Linked DNA regions of Gossypium hirsutum: region 1 is linked to region 2. A link is a contact called in public Hi-C data. All regions are on one chromosome and are shown on one strand. Each heading gives the region's core, a stretch centred on a gene start, on an enhancer-like site or on the middle of the called end of the contact. The rest is flanking DNA. Distances are from core to core; before and after follow the strand shown. Region 1 holds the start of LOC107905363 (fructose-bisphosphate aldolase 6, cytosolic). Region 2 holds the start of LOC107925548 (60S acidic ribosomal protein P2A).

Region 1 (2,700 bases), core at 78-2,577, 280 kb after region 2:
GTGTCAACCTTGATGCCAGGGAGGACACCAGATTCTTTCAACACATCAACAAAAAGCTTGCCTGCAATCAAGAACCAATTCTTAGAAACCAACTATAATCCATTAAAAATCCATATTGTCATGACGGAACTCGTTCGGCTATGTTGCAAACATAAATCAAAATTGTTCTCTTTAAATTCAAGCACAAAACCTCACAAAAGAATGCCAAAACATCACAAAGTAAACGAATTGATATCCATTTTGACAATTTCGAATTATGTATTACGATTCAATAGATCAAGTTGCGATACATTCTTAATTTATTAAGGATAATAATACCAGAAGCAGTTTTTTGGTATAGTGTTTCCTCGAAGAATATAACACCACTGATAAACTGGAGAGCACCGGGAGCAGTGAAGAGGAGCTCACGAAGAGCTCGCCTGTTTTCTTCAACATTCTCTACATTAATGCTTGCAAGACGCTTGCCGATTGTGCCGGTGGATTCATCAGCGGCAAGGATTCCCTTCCCAGGTGTGCCGATGTAGGCAGCGTTTTTAGCTAGCTCATCTGCAACATTATATATAAAATTATAATAACAAAAACAAAGATCCGAAAGAAACTATAAATTGAAACATAGTGACCTATTACTCCACTTATTACCTAACTCCTGCATGTATCAATTGATTTAAATTCTAAATTCATTCCTAAATTAAGTTAATTAAACAGTAATTAAAGAAGGTTTCTCGTTAGTAAAAACCTTCAACTCAGATTGATCTAGTTTCAGTGATGTGATCATTGCATAGATTAACGAAACTAAATCAGATCTAAAAATCAGTGATGTGAATAGGCCATGAAGCTAAATTATAAAGTCATTACTAAATTAATCTAATTAAACTGTAATTAAAGAAGGTTTCTCGTCTGTAAAAACCTCCAACTCAGATTGACCTAGTTTCAATGATGTGATTATTGCATAGATTAACGAAACTAAATCAAATATAAAAATCAGTGATGTGATTAGTGCATAAAGCTAAATTATAAATTCATTGCTCAATTAATTTAATCAAACAGTTATTAGCAAACTTTGTCATCAAATTATCGATCTAACATCAAACAAACAAGATCAATCGAAAGAGATTGTTAAGATTATATAAGAACATATACATTTAACGACGAGAATTAAAGGAAAAAATATTACCGGCGTATTTGCTAATGAAGCAAGACATGATTGAAAGGAAAATGAAGAACAAAAGAAACTTGAGAGTGTCTGTTTGGAAGGGAAAAAAAAAGAAAGAGTGGAAGAGAAAAGGGGAGGGAAACGGTTTTTAAATGAGAAAAGTAGGCGGCAAAAATGGAGAGTTAATGGAAGAGAATAACTAACGCTGTTTATTGCCCTTGAATTTTTTATCTCTAGTATTGTAAAAGAGTTTAAAACAAATAAACAGAATTTAATTGAAAAGATTATTTTTTAAATTTAACTGAAGTAGAAGTTATACTCAATAATAAACATAGAAAATGGATTGGATCAAACTCGAGCCTTAACTATTCAAGCTCAAGTCCAACACATATTTTAACAGGATAACTATTTTGCCCATGCCCTTTTTCGGGCCTGATATTTTTGTCCAAACCTTCTCAAATTTCGAGTGGACCTTCAAGTTTGAGTGGATAGCTCGACTCATAAGCAAACCTACTATCTATTAAGCCCTTGATTAAGTTTGTGCACAAGTTAGACTGCGTTCGTCATTGATTTTGTGATGAACTTTTAGGGGAAAAAGTGCTTTTACACAAAAAGCAATAAAGAACAGAGGTAAAAAATAGAAGCTTTTCAACTTAAGAAAAGTCATTTTTCTCAGATGAAAAAGGAGAAATTTTGGTGCTTTTTTCAGCCCAAAAGTGCTTTTGATGCTATATTACTTTTTTAGCCTTATTTGTTCTTTTTCTTTTTTTTTTTCATTTTTTCTAACGTTAGAATCCATTTTCCCCCTTTTTTTTCTTTTGTTTGAAGTTTAATTCAAATATATGTAATATTTTAATTTGTTAAGTTTATATTTTTTATATTATGTTAATATTTAATATGAGTTATATATTCAAAGTACATTTTAAAATAAAATAATACAAATGTGTTAAAAGCATTAATTAAAAATTAAAAAAAATCATTTTTAAAATAATACAATTGTGTCAATATCTAATTACAAATATTTAATTATTATATTTAAATATTTAAATATAGTTTATATATTCTAATTAAATTTATTAAACAATTAATATTAATTACTTAGAAATATTTAAAATTAATATTATATATTAAAATATTAACAATAAGTTATAATTATTTATTTTTTATATTATTGCTAAAATATCATAATATTAACTAATTTGAACATTATTTAAATACATATTTGTTACTTTATAATATCATGTCTAAAATGGACATTTTATTTCTCAAAAGCACTTTTTGACAGCAATACCAAACACTGAAATTTTCAAAAGTACTTCTCAAAAGTATTTTTTCACAGCACTTTTCAAAAGTATTGCCAAACAGACCTTTAATCACTAATGACATAAAGATCATCATCATCATTTTACAAAGTAAATTATATTATTTTGAAGATAATCGTTTCATATATTTTATATAAACAATTAGAATAATATGCATACATAATTTTATTTTTAGCCCAAATCGTGGATCTACCTTAATCTAATGTACAATTAAGAGTGTCATCA
Region 2 (2,700 bases), core at 157-2,656:
CTTTATTTTTTTTCTAATTTTTTTAATTTATTATTTTATTTATTACTTGTTCTCAAATTTCTTCTTTTAGTGTTTTTATTTTCTTTATTTCTAAATTTGTTTATTTCTTTTTTACAAGTCAGATTTTAATCTTTTTTTCTCAAGTCGAACAATTTGAATACAATTCTTTTTCCACTTTATTCCCTATCAGAGAGATAGAGAATATCCCATTTTTAGTATGGACTAAAGGTTTATATACCCTTAACAATGATCCTGAAGTGTCATGTGTTGTCTTTCCAATGAGTGAGCCCAAATCAAGTTACCCAAGTACTATGCCACTATAGGTCTAGATAGAGTGACGATTGTACACATTATTAAGCACTTCAAATAAGATATGAAAGTTGTGTTAGAAGTGATGGTTAATGTGTGGGGTCCACTTGGGTGTGTAGTTGAGGAGTATATGCTAGAAGTTGCCCTCAAAGGGTTATTTGAGGAGTATTTGATGTCTACGAAGGGTGGATGCTCAAAAAAATGTGTTCGAGGACTAGGAGGTATAACATTCCTCAAATCTTTTGTAAAGAAAAAAAAATAGAGGGAAATAAAGAGAAGTGAAAAAATTTTGTTGATATCAATTGGAAAAAAAAAGGGAAGTTAAAAGAAAACAATTAAATTACTCAAAAGAAAAAATATAGGGATTAGAGGTACAATTTGACCTAAAAATTTCGTTTGAAATGGTGATTTAACTAAACTTGTTCATGAATTAGTTACCTGCCCAAGCTCGAAAGTCTACTTAAAATTTACGAGAGTTTGAAAAAAAAAATTAGGTCTGAAAACGGGCTTGAAAAAAAAATCTAAGCTCATTCAAAATATAGGTTAAACTCAGACTGTAGCTCAAACATTCAAGGCCCAAATCTAGCTCATATTCTATGTTTTACTATATTATAGTATGTTATTTATATCTATTATATAATTTATAATACATAAAAACTAAATTTATAATAATATATAATACTATAATGTAAATATCAAAAAATACCTTTAAGATGCGTATATTTAATTTTTAATAAACTAAAAATATAAAAATTTATTAAAATATTAAATTGAAAATATTTTAAAATTTTTAAAAAATGATATAGACGAGACTAAAATAGACTTATGTTAACCAATTATAAATATAGATGAGTTTGGGCAAATTTTTAACTCATATTTTGGTCAGGCCAAGCTTAAGTATGTATAAAATGTGTTAATATCATAATTTAATTTGACCCAACTTATGAACACCTACCAAATCAATTTTTTGTTACATCATTGATGACTCAATTACCAAAAATGATAGAAAATGAATAACGTTAATGATCATTTCGTAACAAATTAATGTTTGATGACTAAAACATAATTTAAAACATATATAAATGACTATTTCTTTTAGTTTACCCTTTTTGAAAATCTTATTTTCTCTTTTAAGCCTAAAACCCTAATTTGCAAATATCATATAAAGCTTGTCACGGCCTTTGTTATTTCCATTTGAAAACCCAGGGTTTCTTCCATAGCCGCCCCTGGTTTGTCTCTTCTTCTCTTTCATCTCCTTTGCTTAAACTTTCGTTTTCCTCCATTGGCTTTATAGTTATAACTTAATTGTTGTTTTTCTTTACAGAAATTATATAGAAGAGAGAGAGAATGAAGGTTGTTGCTGCTTATTTGTTGGCTGTTTTGGGAGGCAACACTTCCCCTTCAGCTGATGATCTTAAGGCCATTCTTGGCTCTGGTAAACTATTTTCACCTTCTTCTTTTTTTTTTTGATTTGACTGCTATGTTTCCTTTTATCTGTTTCAATCTCTGCACTTGGTAATCCATTTGTTTGTAAATTGTATTTGCACCTTTTTTCATAGGTTTGATCCAAAAGTTTAGATTTCTTGTGTTGTAACCTGTTTTTTTGTGAATGTCAATTTGATTATGAGGTGGGTTTGGTATAAAAATATAAACTTTGTACTGTATTTGTGTATTGGTTTGAGATTTCACATCTATATTGAACCCCTTAATTCAAAACATGTTTGGTTTGGAGAAATGTACGATGAATGAATACTAGAATGCAATTTGCTACTTCTATATAATTCAATATGGTAGTCTTTTTTGGTTTCATAAATAAATTTGAATTTGGTAAACTCAATAATCTTATACTAATTTATATGCTAATGGTGTCATTACATTAATGGGATTGAATTGACATTTACAGAAGTGCTCAAATGAAGGTCAAACCTTTCAAAATGGTCAAGTGAAAAGTCAAACCGTTTTGAAAGCCCTCAAATAAGGGTTTTTCAAATGTCCTATATCAGTTTTCAAATTGTCTTTATTGTTTTCTTTTTTGTTTCAATCAATATCTGATTTAGCTGTTAGCTGAATTGCGTGAAAAGCCCTTATATGACCATTTTGAAAGGTTTGACCCTTATGCGAGCAATCCTAAAAGGTTAAGTCTCGAATTGAGCATTTAACTATTTCTGATTTAGCCAATTCCGATAACAAAGATGTAGAGTGAATTTCATTGCTTATCTATGTTTCTTTTTTGTCCATCAAACAAGGATATAACAATTCTGTATATAGACAGTGTTTCAAAAGATTTACATAAATATGATTTTGTTTACAGTTGGTGCTGAAGCTGAAGATGAAAGGATTCAACTTCTTTTATCTGAGGTCAAGGGCAAAGATATAACAGAGCTTATTGCA

What was found. A called contact is a pair of places that touch in the nucleus more often than the background predicts.
Region 1: a contact with region 2 is called in a Hi-C map of leaf, with 2.5 times the contacts expected there. The contact joins the promoter of LOC107905363 here to the promoter of LOC107925548 in region 2. A contact is called at or near these places in 2 of 34 Hi-C or Micro-C datasets (both in leaf).

The regions. Positions count from the first base shown.
Region 1 is chrA01:117,207,193-117,209,892 of Gossypium_hirsutum_v2.1, forward strand. It overlaps LOC107905363 (fructose-bisphosphate aldolase 6, cytosolic), which reads right to left and starts at 1,328. Exons shown (of 3, transcript XM_016832012.2): 1 at 1,175-1,328; 2 at 319-546; 3 at 1-61. The coding sequence starts at 1,202.
Region 2 is chrA01:116,924,634-116,927,333 of Gossypium_hirsutum_v2.1, forward strand. It overlaps LOC107925548 (60S acidic ribosomal protein P2A), which reads left to right and starts at 1,407. Exons shown (of 4, transcript XM_016856270.2): 1 at 1,407-1,538; 2 at 1,634-1,744; 3 at 2,621-2,700. The coding sequence starts at 1,657.